Regions from separate parts of the Mus musculus genome. Here region 2 is linked to region 1. Evidence: chromatin contacts called from public promoter capture Hi-C data. All regions are on one chromosome and are shown on one strand. Each heading gives the region's core, a stretch centred on a gene start, on an enhancer-like site or on the middle of the called end of the contact. The rest is flanking DNA. Distances are from core to core; before and after follow the strand shown.

What was found. Capture Hi-C pulls out chosen DNA fragments and counts their contacts.
Region 2: a contact with region 1 is called in a promoter capture Hi-C map of adipose tissue. The contact joins the promoter of Uqcr11 here to the promoter of Apc2 in region 1. A contact is called at or near these places in 6 of 39 promoter capture datasets (embryonic stem cells, hippocampal neurons, liver and 3 more), 6 of 484 Hi-C or Micro-C datasets (B cells, bone marrow-derived macrophages, natural killer cells and 1 more), 7 of 115 datasets of contacts at active chromatin or transcription factors (the SCID.adh cell line, T-cell acute lymphoblastic leukemia, effector CD8 T cells and 3 more) and 4 of 9 other capture datasets (adipose tissue, embryonic stem cells, liver and 1 more).

The regions. Positions count from the first base shown.
Region 1 is chr10:80,297,598-80,304,049 of GRCm38.p6, forward strand. Apc2 (APC regulator of WNT signaling pathway 2) reads left to right here and starts at 3,445. Exons shown (of 15, transcript NM_001372241.1): 1 at 3,445-3,718; 2 at 4,223-4,381; 3 at 4,540-4,630; 4 at 4,717-4,897. The coding sequence starts at 3,626. Gm30682 (a long non-coding RNA gene) reads right to left here and starts at 730. Exons shown (of 3, transcript XR_871874.3): 1 at 1-730.
Region 2 is chr10:80,402,922-80,409,373 of GRCm38.p6, forward strand. Uqcr11 (ubiquinol-cytochrome c reductase, complex III subunit XI) reads right to left here and starts at 3,900. Exons shown (of 3, transcript NM_025650.2): 1 at 3,775-3,900; 2 at 1,215-1,365; 3 at 76-234. The coding sequence starts at 3,824. The coding sequence ends at 1,245.

The sequences.
Region 1 (6,452 bases), core at 2,195-4,694:
TGTTGCTATGAGTACCTTCCTTGCTTTCCCAGGCTTGATGGCTTGCCCTGGCTTATCTCATTACACGCCCCCTCCAGGGCTGTGTGGATGCTTCCTATGCCTGGATCACACCCTAGCTTATTTCTCCATGCCTGCCAGGCACCTTGCCCTCCCAGCACCCGAGCTGACTACTAGTGGGCCGTGCCAACTCTTGCTTTCCCCTTTTGTTCGACACAGGGTCTGACCCTAGCACAGGCTGAGCCTAAACTCCATGCAATCCTCCTGCCTCAGTGCTGGGATGACAGACATGGAGAACAGCCTTCCCCAGCTCCAGCAAGAGCCCCTCTGCCACCTCCTTCCTGGGTCAGCAGGGACAGCCCTGTCCAACTCTGGATGTTGCCGTTCAGTCAGCTGGATGCTGCTGTTACTGCAGCTGCAGGTCTATGCTGCGCCTTGGCCGGAAGTCTTTCAGTCCCTGCTGCTCTAGGCATTTACTGCCTAGAGACACTGTGGGATAAGGAGGTCCCTTGGCCAGCCTGTAACACCTTCACGTCCACAGAGGAGCAGGAACTCTATGACTTTTCTGGGTCCCCCGGATAGGAAAATACCACATTAGGCCACATAGCTGCCTCTCCCGCACCAACAACCTTTGTGTCCTGTGAGTGGGGCTGGCAGCCAGGGGACTCTCTCTCTCTCTCTCTCTCTCTCTCTCTCTCTCTCTCTCTCTGTGTGTGTGTGTGTGTGTGTGTGTGTGTGTGTGTGTGTGTGTGCGCACATGCATGCGCATGCAGGCACTCACTAGAAGTGTGGGATCCCCTGGAACCGGAGTTCCAGGCGGCTGTGAGCCACTAGACCTGGCTGTTGGTATCCGAACTTGTGTCCAATGGAGAGGAATGTGCACTGTTAACCACTGAGCCATCTCTCCAGCTCCAGGCTCTGAAGGTTAAGCACCTTCAAGAACCTTCTGCCTATCATGGAGCTGAAGCTGGAGAGAGACTGAAGGGGACATAGAAACAGGGACAGAGACAGAGAGGAACTGTCACAGGAAATGGCAGACCCTGGTACTTGGAGAAAGATGGGAAGAGGTTGCCAATCTCTCCCCGAGTGCCTGCCCATCTCCCAACCTTCCAAGTCCCAGATTACTTGGGACCTCAGGGCATTCTTGGCTTTGCTTGCTCCCAGCCCTTCCTGTCTTGACACTTCCACGCCTGGCAGGTGGATTGAGTGGTCCCCTTCCCCAAGACTTTGGTGTAATATTTATCAGTTTGATGTTTTGCTTGGAGTCTTAGTCCTCGGGGCACCTCCTTTCCCCCTTGGTAAGGAGTTTGCCAATCCCACTGTCCCCCACCCTCACCCCCATCGGCCCCTAAGCTCCAGCAGAGGCCCGATGCTCCACGGTCAGCACGGGTCCCTGCCCCGGGTTGCTATTGGCTGTCGCCATAGCACCAGCTCGTCTTCCCGCGCCGCCATTGGCCCAGGCCCCTGCATCCCGCATCCTCCCCTGCTCGCTTGCAGTGGTCTCGCCCAGCGCCGGAGCGGCAGCGCCGCCTGGCTAGGCCGGGATGCGGCTTTGTCCCTCTGGAACAACCCCCTCTGCCTGTGCTGCCGAGACCCCCGGAGACCTAGACACCCCAGGTCTGGCTTGTAGGCCTAGCCAAGAGGAGGGAGAAGGCCCTGGGCTTTACAGCTACCCCAGACGCAAGTAAGCCGTGCGTCTTCCCTTGGGTGGAGGGCAGGGGCGCGACCTGCCGCGCCCTGTCAGTACGGACTCCAAGGCAGAATAGGAGCTGAGGGGAAACTGAGTCCGGATGAGGCGCTGCGGCTGGTCCTACACACACACACACACACACACACACACACATTCACGGTTCCCACACCGGATTCTTGGGAGATGGTGCATAAGGAATGGAAGAGAGAAGGATGCTGTGCGCCCCAGGGGAATTGCTGTGTGCTCTGGTCTGAGTCTTTTCCTCTCTACTCTGTAGAGGGAACGGGATGACAGGAAGTCAGAGATGCACACCTCTGGGTGTTGTGCCTCCCTCCTCTGAATCGCTCCGTAAACCCACATTCCTTTATTGCTGTTTTCCTGTCATCTGCCGAGGTGGCTTCTTGATGGAAGCTTGGGGCTGGGGATGGAGGCGGCTCTTTCTGTAGGACGATGTAGGTTGTGGGGCTACCGGAGTCAAAGGTGGCCTCGTGTGCAAACCTAAGGACAAGTGAGTGCATCTCTGTCCCCAGCGAATTCCAGTGTGCCTGTGGGGGTCAAGGCTTATCCCGAGGGCATCAGGAGCCATAGTGCAAGGATGGCGTCTTTTGGAGGGGAGTGTGACTTCAGTATATAGCAGGCAAGGAGAGGATGGAGGAGTGGCCTGGTGAGAGGGGTGCAGAATCGAATGCGAATGCACCCAGCCTAGAGGGCTGGTAGCCCTGTGGATTCCGAACAACAGGGTACATTAAAGAAGGGCATCAAATGTGGACTGAGAACGTCGGCACAGGTTGGCATGTGGGGATGGATGTCCGTACCTGCCGAGCCTCATCTGTTTCTTTTGGCTGGGCAGGGCATGGGTGACTTCAGCTCCAACCAGGGCTTAGATTAGATATGAGCCTTGTTCCTAGCTGGGATACCCCGAATTTGGTTTGGGTAGGATTAACATCCTACCCAAAGACAAGCATGAGTAGGTCTCCCTTGGGACCTTCTGTCAGCCCTTGGACCGGCCAGGATTTTCCTCACCCTTCAGGTGGATGCAGAAGGCGTGGAGAGGGGACTGCTTTGTTTGTATTAATTTTTGGTCTTTTGAGACAGAGCCATATGTAGCCCAGGCTAGTCATGAACCCAATATGTAGCCTAAGCTAGGCTTGAATTCTTGATCTTCCTACCACCACCTTCTGAGTGCTGAAACAATGGGTGAGCGCCACCATGCCTGCCTAACTGCCTGGACTTCTGAGCATCCCAGGGTCTGGATTTTGATTATGTCTGTCTTTCCTCCTCCCCCTCTTCTTTCCCACCCCTCAGCCCTGGACCTCAGTTTCCCTTTTGGGGGAACAGCTGTTTTAGGAAGAGAGCAGAAGGCATGGCTAGGTCCACAGCAGGTCCTCTGAGGGGATGGAATGATGAGGGGCTGAGACCCTAGACACTCACTGCTTCCCTCTACCCATGTCCTGGGTGACATCAGGGTAGGCGGGGCTTTCCAGAGAAGAAGGGAAAAAAAGAGCATTAGGTTATGTGTGTTGGGGGTGGGGGGAGCAGGTGTCACCTAAGCAGGGGAGGGGGTGTGGTTGGTTTGGGATGAAGCCTCAAGGCTGGCAAGGAGAGGAAGCTCCTGAGGAGGGAGCAGCCGAGAGGATGAGATGGTGTTACGCACTCCACCGTGCCTCAGGACGAGAGGATGCTATTGGTGGACCTCAGACAAAGGCGGAGGGAGGGGGCTTCCATAGACGGAAGGGAACAAAGACGGAAGGAGGATCAGTCGTGGAGGTCTCAGGATAGCCTTGGAGGGAGAGCCAAGCTGGGGGAGAAGGTGCTGGCCAACTGGACAGAGGGAGGAGGCCGGACAGAGAGAGAAAGAAAAGACAGACAGAAGCACAAAGAATGGGGCTGTGACGGAGCTGAGGGAGGCATGGTATCCAGGCTGGAGGTTGCTGAGCCATGAACAGAGCCACTGGGGACCCTTGCGTGAGTGGAGGGATGTGGGGCCACAGGGGGTCCCGGCCCAGGACACAAACACCTGGGAGGATTGTGGTGAGTCGGGGTCTTCTGCATCGCCCTCCCTTCCTCTTGCCCATCACTCTCTTAGCCAAGGCTGCTCGGCCTTCAGGGTGTTCTGGGCTATCTAGTGACCCCTCCTTCCCAGTGTGTCTGCCCTCCTGTCTGTCTGTCTGTCTGTCTGTCTGCAGTCAGCTTCTCCTGTGTCAGTCTGTGAGCCTGGTGGCCTCCAGGTGGCCCTGCTGACTTAGACTGCCAGGGTGACAGATGTCTGTGTGTCTCTCTGGCTGTCAGTACAGGTATCATAGAGTCTTTCTGTCTGTCCACCCATCAGTTAGCCTTATACACATCAAATAGCCTCCCAGGTTCAATTCCTCCTGTTTCTATGTCTCTCTCAAATGCTGGTTCCCAGGTGACTGGTTGACACTATTCCTGCCTCGAGGGCACACCCAGGATGGGTGGGAGGGCTGGGCTCTGCTCCAGGACTTTCTGAGAGGGAGCCGATGACCAGCACCCACTGTTGTGACCCCTTACCCCCAGGCACTGCAGGAGTTGAAAATGACCAGCTCCATGGCCTCATATGAGCAGCTGGTGCGCCAGGTGGAGGCCCTGAAGGCCGAGAACACTCACTTAAGGCAGGAGCTGAGGGATAACTCTAGCCATCTCTCCAAGCTTGAGACAGAGACTTCTGGAATGAAGGTGAGAGCCTGCATGGAGGGCATGGGTCAGAAAGACAGACACGAAAGCACCGATGTCTTGGGAGGGGTCCTCAAGGCATGTGGACTGCCAGGGTGACAGATGTCTGTGTGTCCAGGCAGCCCTGATGCTCACAGACCTATTCCCTACCATGCCCGCAGGAGGTCCTGAAACACCTCCAGGGCAAGCTGGAGCAGGAGGCGAGAGTGCTCGTGTCTTCCGGGCAGACAGAAGTGTTAGAGCAACTGAAAGGTGAGTGACTTCCAGAACGGCCCATGGCCAGCAGGGATATAGCAAGAGCAGGTCACTGACCTTCACCAGTGCCTCCCTCCCTCCAGCTCTTCAGACTGACATCAGTAGCCTGTACAACCTCAAGTTTCATGCTCCAGCCCTGGGCCCGGAGCCTGCCGCCCGGACTCCAGAGGGAAGCCCAGTGCACGGCTCTGGACCATCCAAGGACAGCTTTGGAGAGCTGAGCCGGGCCACCATCCGCCTGCTGGAAGAACTGGACCAGGAGAGGTGAGAGGGCGTGGGAAAGGACCTGCCCCCAGGGACCTCTGCCCTCGGATTGGGTCGCTGGCAATGACCCCGCCCCCAACCAGCCACACCCACCTCCAGGCTCTTTCACTCATCTCCACTCTATCCCTGTCTGGCTGACCCCAACTGGTGGACAGAGGATATGAGGACATTCCTGGCAAGGGGAAAGGCTCCTGGGAGAGAAGAGCCTCCACCCCCATCTCCGGGGCCGAGACATACAGGCGTCCCTAGGGACAGAGCCGTATCCAAAGTCAGGGCTCAGAAACAGGCCTGACGCCAGAGATCCTCAAGGAGGCCTTTGTTGATAGAAGGACAGAAGCCCAAAAATTCTGGGCCCAGGGCCAGTGGAGGGGGCAGCACCAAAGGGGGCAACCCAGCTCGGCCCCTCTGGGTTGCACGAGGTCACTTGACAAACAGTTTAAGTCCGCTCTGCGGCGCAACTTCTCAGATGAATGCTCTGTAAAATGGAAATAGAACTTTGTTAATTGGTATTGTTTTTCCTTTCTGGATCCCTGACCACATTTATTTCTTTGGGGACACCATAGCACATGTGTGGAAGTCAGAGAACACCAGGAAATCCCGGGAGTCAAACTCAGGGTTCTTAGGTTGCCGACAAATACCTTTGCCCACTCCGATAACTTAGCCTATTTAAACAAAAAATTTAAAGAAAGGGGTCTTGTACTGGGGAGATGGCTCAGCGGTTAAGAGCACTGACTGCTTTTTCAGAGGTCCTGAGTCCAAATCCCAGAAACCACATAAGATCTAATGCCCTCTTCTGGTGTGTATCAAGACAACTACAGTATACTTATATATAATAAATAAATAAATCTTTAAAAAGAAAGGAATAAGGAAAGAGAGAGAGAGGAGAGAGAAAGAGAGAAAGAGAGAAAGAAAGAAAGAAAGAAAGAAAGAAAGAAAGAAAGAAAGAAAGAAAGAAAGAGGTCTCAGCGTACAGTCCAGCAGTCCAGGCTGGTCAGTCTTCTGCCTCAGCCTCCTCAGTGCCTGCCGGGGTGACAGGGTAAATGAAGAGGGACTCTTGAGCCTGACCCCTGGTGTGTACACTGGACATGACAGGTGCTGGAGCACTTCTCGGGTCTTCCTAGGATCTCCTGTTCTTTCCTTTTTAGCTGGTTATTTGTTTATTTTTCAAGATAGGGTTTCTCTGCGTAGCTCTGGCTGTCCTGTAGACCAAGATGGCCTCAAACTCAGAGATCTGTCGTCGGCCTCAGGCTCCCGAGTGCTGAGATTACAGGTGCCACCACCGCCAGGCCAGGCTATTTTATCTTTTTTTTTTTTTTTTTTCAGTCAAGGCTTTCAAGTAGCCCTCAAATTTGCCAAGTAGCCAAGGCTGGTCAAGTTCTCCCACAGTGCTAAGATGGCAGGCACACATCCCCTAGATTGCCGCTTCTAGCTTTTTCCGATTACATTTGTTTGTTTATTTGTTTGTTTTCGAGACAGGGTTCCTTTGTATAGCCCTGGCTGTCCTGGAACTCACTCTGTAGACCAGGCTGGCCTCGAACTCAGAAATCTGCCTGCC
Region 2 (6,452 bases), core at 2,650-5,149, 110 kb after region 1:
AAGTGCTGGGGGCTGAGACGAATTTCCCTTGAGCACGGAAAGCCTTGAGGAAGATGATGAGGAAGGAGCCAGGCGTCCAAGGCATAAGAATAAGGTTTAATGCTGCACCCATCAAGGCAGCCCTAGTGTCTGTCAACATGGAAGCTCCCTGAGCGGTGCAGACCTCTCCAGTGTCCAGCTTCCTCAGTGTCTTCCACAGGACTACGCTGTGTCTGAGGCCTCGGCACATGGTACCTGGGGGAGGGGACAAAGGGTGAGTAAGCTAAGCACACTGAACCAGCTCGGGCAGCCCAGGGCCTCTGAGCTCTGGGAGTGATGCCAGCAGTGTCACACTACAAGGCCCTTGTCTATAAGATGGAGTGAGAGGGTTGGAGGAGCAATAAGTAGGTAGGAAATGAGTTCCATCCACCCCCCAGCAGACATGCAAAAAGTCAGGAGGCTCACTGGCCAGTCTACCTAATCCAGGAGCTCCAGTTCAACAAGAGACCTGTATGGATGGATCTGGAGAGGTGACCTGGGTCCAGTTCCCAGCAACCACACACAGCAGCTCATAACCACCAGACTTCAGGTCAGATGCCCCCTTGTGGCCTCTGTGAGCACTGCAGGTACAGCCCCCAAACACACACACAAACATGAACCTTAAAACACAAAGTGGACAAGCTAGAGAGATGGCCAGTAAGAGCCTGCTGTGAAAGGACCAGGAACTGAGTTCAAATCTCCAGTAGTACATCAAAGCTAAGCATGGCTATATATACTTATAGTCCCAGCACTTTAGGGACAAGGCCGCAAGAGACAGGCTGACCCTGGGAAGGTGCTGGCTAGCCAGGACCAAGCCAAAGTGGCACATTTCTGGTTCAGTGAGAGACTCTGATTAAAGGTGATAGATAGTAGAGACAGAGGAAAGCTCCCATCTCAGTCTCTGGCCTCCCTATGTGTGCATGTGCACATACATACTTGCACATACACACATATACACAAGTCAGGTGGTCTAAATAGGACTGTACTCTGGGCAACAAGCTACCAACATTAGCAAAATAGCCAGTTTGGTGTGGTTTGATGGGGACACAGTGTTGCATGCCCTCAGCATGCAATGTATTCCAAGAGATACAAGGAACAAAAGAGATGATGGCAAGGGACAAAAGGAATTCCTGCTTAAGGTCCAGGCCACCCCAGAACTCCCAATCCATAGAAGTCAGGCCAACACTCAGACTCACCATCGAGGCCTGTGGTGGGGGAGGGGCTGCCTAATCGTCCTTCTTAAACTTGCCGTTGATGTAAGGCACCCAGTCCAGGATCAGCCGCCAGTCCGTGGCCCACACCAGTCCCACGGCACCCACAGTGCCCCACATGCCGGCTGTGGGAATCCTGGTAGGAAAGAGTGAGGCTGTTAGACTCTGCTGGTAACTTAGCCTTTGAGAACCTTCTCCCATCATATCCCATGCTGATGTCAGTCAAGGGCCCACAATATTCCCTCGACTTTGCAGGGCAGGAGGTCCTGCATAACCCCCACCACCAGACTTGGGAGGCTGAGACAGGAGGGCTGCTTTGAGTTCAAAACCAGATTCACAGGCCAGGCAGGCTAGCACTCACCTTTAACCCCAGCACTTGAGAGGCAGAGGCAGGAGGAGGATGTCTGAGTTCAAGACAGCTAGGACTACACAGAGAAACTTGTCTCAAAACAACAACTACAGACAAAACCAGCCCAAGCTACAGACTGAGATCCTACTTGAAAAATAAAAACGTGGTCACCAGGCACAGTGCTCACACTATAACCCTAACCCCAGCACTCTCTCGGAGTTTGAGGCCAGCTCAGAGGGAAAAGGCCCCCTGCTACCAAGCCTGTCATGGTCACTGGAACCCAGGTCGTAGGGAACCCACACTTTCAAGCTGCTGTCTGACTTCCATGCACATACTGTGGCTGGCACTGGTGCCAACAAACACACAGACATGACATATAAAATACAACACACACACATACATGACATAAAAACCAGGGTGGAGGGGAGGCTGTGGCTGTTGCTCAGTGGATAGAGAGCTTGCCTGACACACAGGAAGCCCTGGCTTCCATCCCAAGCACATGAACCAGGTGCGTTCATGAGTTCAAGGCTATCTCTGGTCACAGAGAGAGTTAGAAGCCTGCCCCGGTTCCATGAGACCTACATGAAAGTAAAACTAGGAGAGTGCTCGAGGCACGGGTTGGGAACTGAGCCTGGCTGAGCTTGGCCGAGCTGTGCCTGAGTCCTTGACTCTCAGCACAGCCATTATTACTTTTTGCCTAGAGTTTTTTGAGACAAGACTCAATATGCAACTTAAGCACACCTAGAACCTGTGATCCTCCTGCCTCAGCCTCCCAAGCCTTTGGATTACAGGCATGCACTATCACGATGGGCAACATACTGTGGTAAACTTGTAAACTCCTGTTACATCGCATATGTGACCGTGACAGCTGGCACTTGGCTTCCGAGGACTGGATGTCAGTGAGATTCTTGTCTCAGGTGAGTGGGAGTTGGGGCTGATTCATCAGAAGACCCTTCCCTGGGCAGCAGGACCAGGCTACTGGGGGCAAAGTTCATCCGCTGCTCTGTTTGGTTATGCCCAGTGGGACCATGTGGATACTGCTCTGTTTGGTTATGCCCAGTGGGACCATGTGGACAGTTTGTAGACAGCCCATGAATCTGAACTACACAGAGCACCAAGATACCAGCCACTGAGCAACAGTGCCAGAACCTTACCTCCTCTGTCCCCTGCTAAGACACCCAGAGTGTCACCTCCAAGCCTCACACACAAACGGAATCTCCCACAGGTGAGCCCTCTCCCTGGCCTCCCAGCAGGTGTCTTCTGTCTGATCCATGCCACCCTCCGCTGCGGCCACTAATACCATACAGCCTACCCAGAAGGGTCAGTCATGGTATAGCTATACTCATTCATTCATCATTCATGGAGACAGGGTTCAATGTACCCTACCCCGACCTGGAATTCACTATGTATCAGAGGATGGCCATAAACTCCTGGCTCTTGCCTGCCACCACCCCACCCCTCTACCCCCAGTGCTGTGACAACCCCTGTGTGGCGCTGTGGATGGACCCTGAGCACCATCTTCTGGAGACTTCCGGCACCTGTGCGTGTAGTACCGGTTCTATGTACTACACGCACACAAACCCACACATATACATATAATTGGAAATAAACTATTAATAAAAATTAAACTGGAGAAGATGGCCCTTTTCCCAGAGATCCCAGGTTCAATTTCCAGCACCCACATGCTTCATAACCATTTCTAGCTCTAGTACCAGGGGAGCCGATGGCCTCTTCTCGCCTACCTGGATACTGGGCACGTATACGGTACACAGACACGCATGCAAAGAAAACATTCAGGTGAGGGTGGGTGCCCGCTATTCTAGCGTTCAAGAAGTGTGAGGCAGGATGATTGGTGGGAGTTCCAGACCAACTTGGGGTTACAAAAACACTGTTTAAACGAAAAAACGAAGTACACGAAAGACTGCAAAATCAAAGCCAAAGGCTGCAAGTCGCCAGGCTGCACGTCGGAGTTCCGAGCCGTAGGAGTCCAGGGTACCCACCCAGAGCCGCACACAAGGCTACCCAGGTCAAGCTGGGGAAACCCAGGCTTGGAGCACCTCAGACACCGAACGAAGGCGATTGCAGCTTAACCTCGGAGCTTCCACCTGCACTGTGTCCCGCAATACTCTGCCTGTTACAGCCTCAGGTTTCCCCAGTCCCCAGAGCACACGGTGGAATGGCGGGTGACCTCCTCACCAGTTTCTGGCCAGTTCCCGGTAGCGCGGGCCTAGAAACCTGCTCAGCATCGCTGCAGGGTCTCAATACTCAGGGTCACCCCGTTCCGCTGCCCTGGAGCACTACGCATGTGCAGACGTATAGCGCATGCGTGAAGGCGATCGCTCCACCTTTTCCGGGGGTGGCGCCGAAGACATTGACATCTACTTCCGGGGAGGAGAGAAAGACGTTACTGATCCGCTTCTGTCCTGGTTCTGTGGTTGCAGTGGATCCCAGCAGTAGCTCCATGCACACTGGAACACCGGGGATGGGGTGGGGAGAGTGTGTGTGACTTTGACCACGTAGTACTAATCTGATAATAACTTTAATAATACACATACTTAGGTGTTTTTGATATGGGGGTCTCCTATATTCAGGGCTGGCCGTGAATTCCTCAGACTCCTGCCTCCACCTCCTAAAGTGTAAGCCTGGGGTAGACAGGGAGTGCTGGGACTGGACCCCAGAGCCTTGGACACGCTAGAGGAGCGTTCGTCCCACTGAGCCACAGCCCTATCTTTGATCAATTTAAACCAGAGGAACTTGAGCACAGACCCTGAAGGGGAAAGGCTCGAGTTGGGCCACACCTTTGAATACATTTGAAGTTGTCGGTGAGTCGCTGAGGGACTCCAGTCAAATGGCAAGTGCCCTCTTAACCTCCATTTGCTTGGATTTTTGCAATGGGACACCTTTGGTGCACAGGCTGACTCTCATTGGTTACCCTCTCTGCTTAAGTCCCTGCTTTGCCTGATCTCCCAGAACAGGCACATTTTAACTACTCAGCTAACCCACTAACTGCACCCCTGACTGGCAGAAAGAAGGCGGGCACATCCTCAGATACACATCCCTCCGGAAGGAGCCTAGATAGAAGGTCTGTCCCTTGTTACTTCAGCCTCACTTTTGAATGGTCAGCGACTGGCATATGGGTGTCTGCGGAGCCCTGGACCCCACAGGCCCAATGTATGTAGGTTCAGTTATGCCACTGACCTTAGCCAAGAACCAGACCACAGAGTTGCTACATCAGGGGCGGGCCTTATTACTAGGTTGGGGGTTCCATGCCCTTAGGATTGTGGAGCAAGGAAAATTCTTTGCCCTCAGGAGACCATGTCCTCTGGTTGACACAAAAGGATATCAGGCTGAAGAGACAGTTCAGTGGGTAAAGTGTGTGTCATATAGCATGAGGACCACATAAACCATGTGTGGTGGCCCACACTTGTAACCCCTGTCAACATAGGATGACAGACACGGGATCCAAAGGCTGAACTACTCTGGTCACCTCCAGGTTCAGCCAAAAGCCTGTCTCAGGTACGGCTAGGAGCACTGCCTGTTCATTCATGTTGGGTTTGGTTTCCAGCACCCACATGGCAGCACCCAGCCCCTTGTAGCTCCATTTCTGGGAGATCTGATGCCCTCTTTTGACATCAGAGCCTGCACACACGTGGTGCACAGATAAATATACAGACAAAACATCCCATAAACTTTAAAAAAAGCAAAGCTGGGTATGGTGGCCACGTGTTTAATGCTTAGGACTGGGGAGACTGACAGACCTGGAGCTGAGTTAATACCAGCCTTGCCAGCATGGCAAGCTACAGGCCAAACACACACAGTGCAACCTTAAAAAAGGTCATAAGGCAGAGGGCCTCAGTGGTAAGTTGCCTGAGGACCCAACTTCATAGAGATGTAGCTACACTTCTGTAAGTCTAGATCAGGGAGATGGAGACTGTCAGAGGGTGGCCATGCACCCCCGGGCATAGGGACTCACAGCCACTTGGGCCCAAGACAGGTCAATTGCTTCCCAAAAGCCTGAAGTCTGGGTGATCCCACACTCTCCTGCCTGTTTGCCACTAAAGCAGAGATAAGGCAAGGCAGTCTTGTATTCATTCCAGCTGTTCCTCCCATGGCTTCCAGAAGTGGCAGGTTCCCGAGCCAAAGTGGTAAACAGATTATTTGCCATAACAAGGCGTTACCATGGTTCCGAACAAAATCTTCCTCACTAGAGGCTTTTGAGGTGTTTCAGGAAGTGTAACTTGTGGGGACAGAGGTCAGCATGGAACAGGCATGAACAGTGTTGTGGTGTGTCCTGGTGGTCTCACCATTATCCTACCAAGAGACTAGGATGCCACTGGGATCTGAAACAAGGGGACAATACTTGGGAGGGGACCCAAGGACCAGTGTACAGATGAGAATGTAGGAGGCAGCTGTGGGAGCATAGGCTTGTGTGATGTGTCTGCTGACCCAGCTTTACAGCTGGAATCAACTCACCCAACCTGCTGGGCACACCTGTAGGGGACGCTTGTGCTGGGACCCCCTAAACCTGGGCCACACCTTCCGGTGGTAGCCCACATAAGAGGGCATGGAAGGAGAATGCTTTTGCTTTTTGCCTGCTTGCCCTCACTGGTGTCAGAACCCTGTTCTTCAGGATTCCAGTGCAGACCCAAGACCAGCATCCCCTAGGAATCCTACAGGACTCCAGCACTGAATTGGGACTGCTGGCACACTGAATAGCTACAGTATTCTTGGAGACAGTCGCTTTGTCGCTGTTGAGAATACCCAGGTCATGGCCTGTAAGCCATTCTAATATCCTTACACACACACACACACACACACCTTATTCTAGCAACTTTTCTTTAGAGGTCCCCTAATGCATGACACCCAAGTATTGA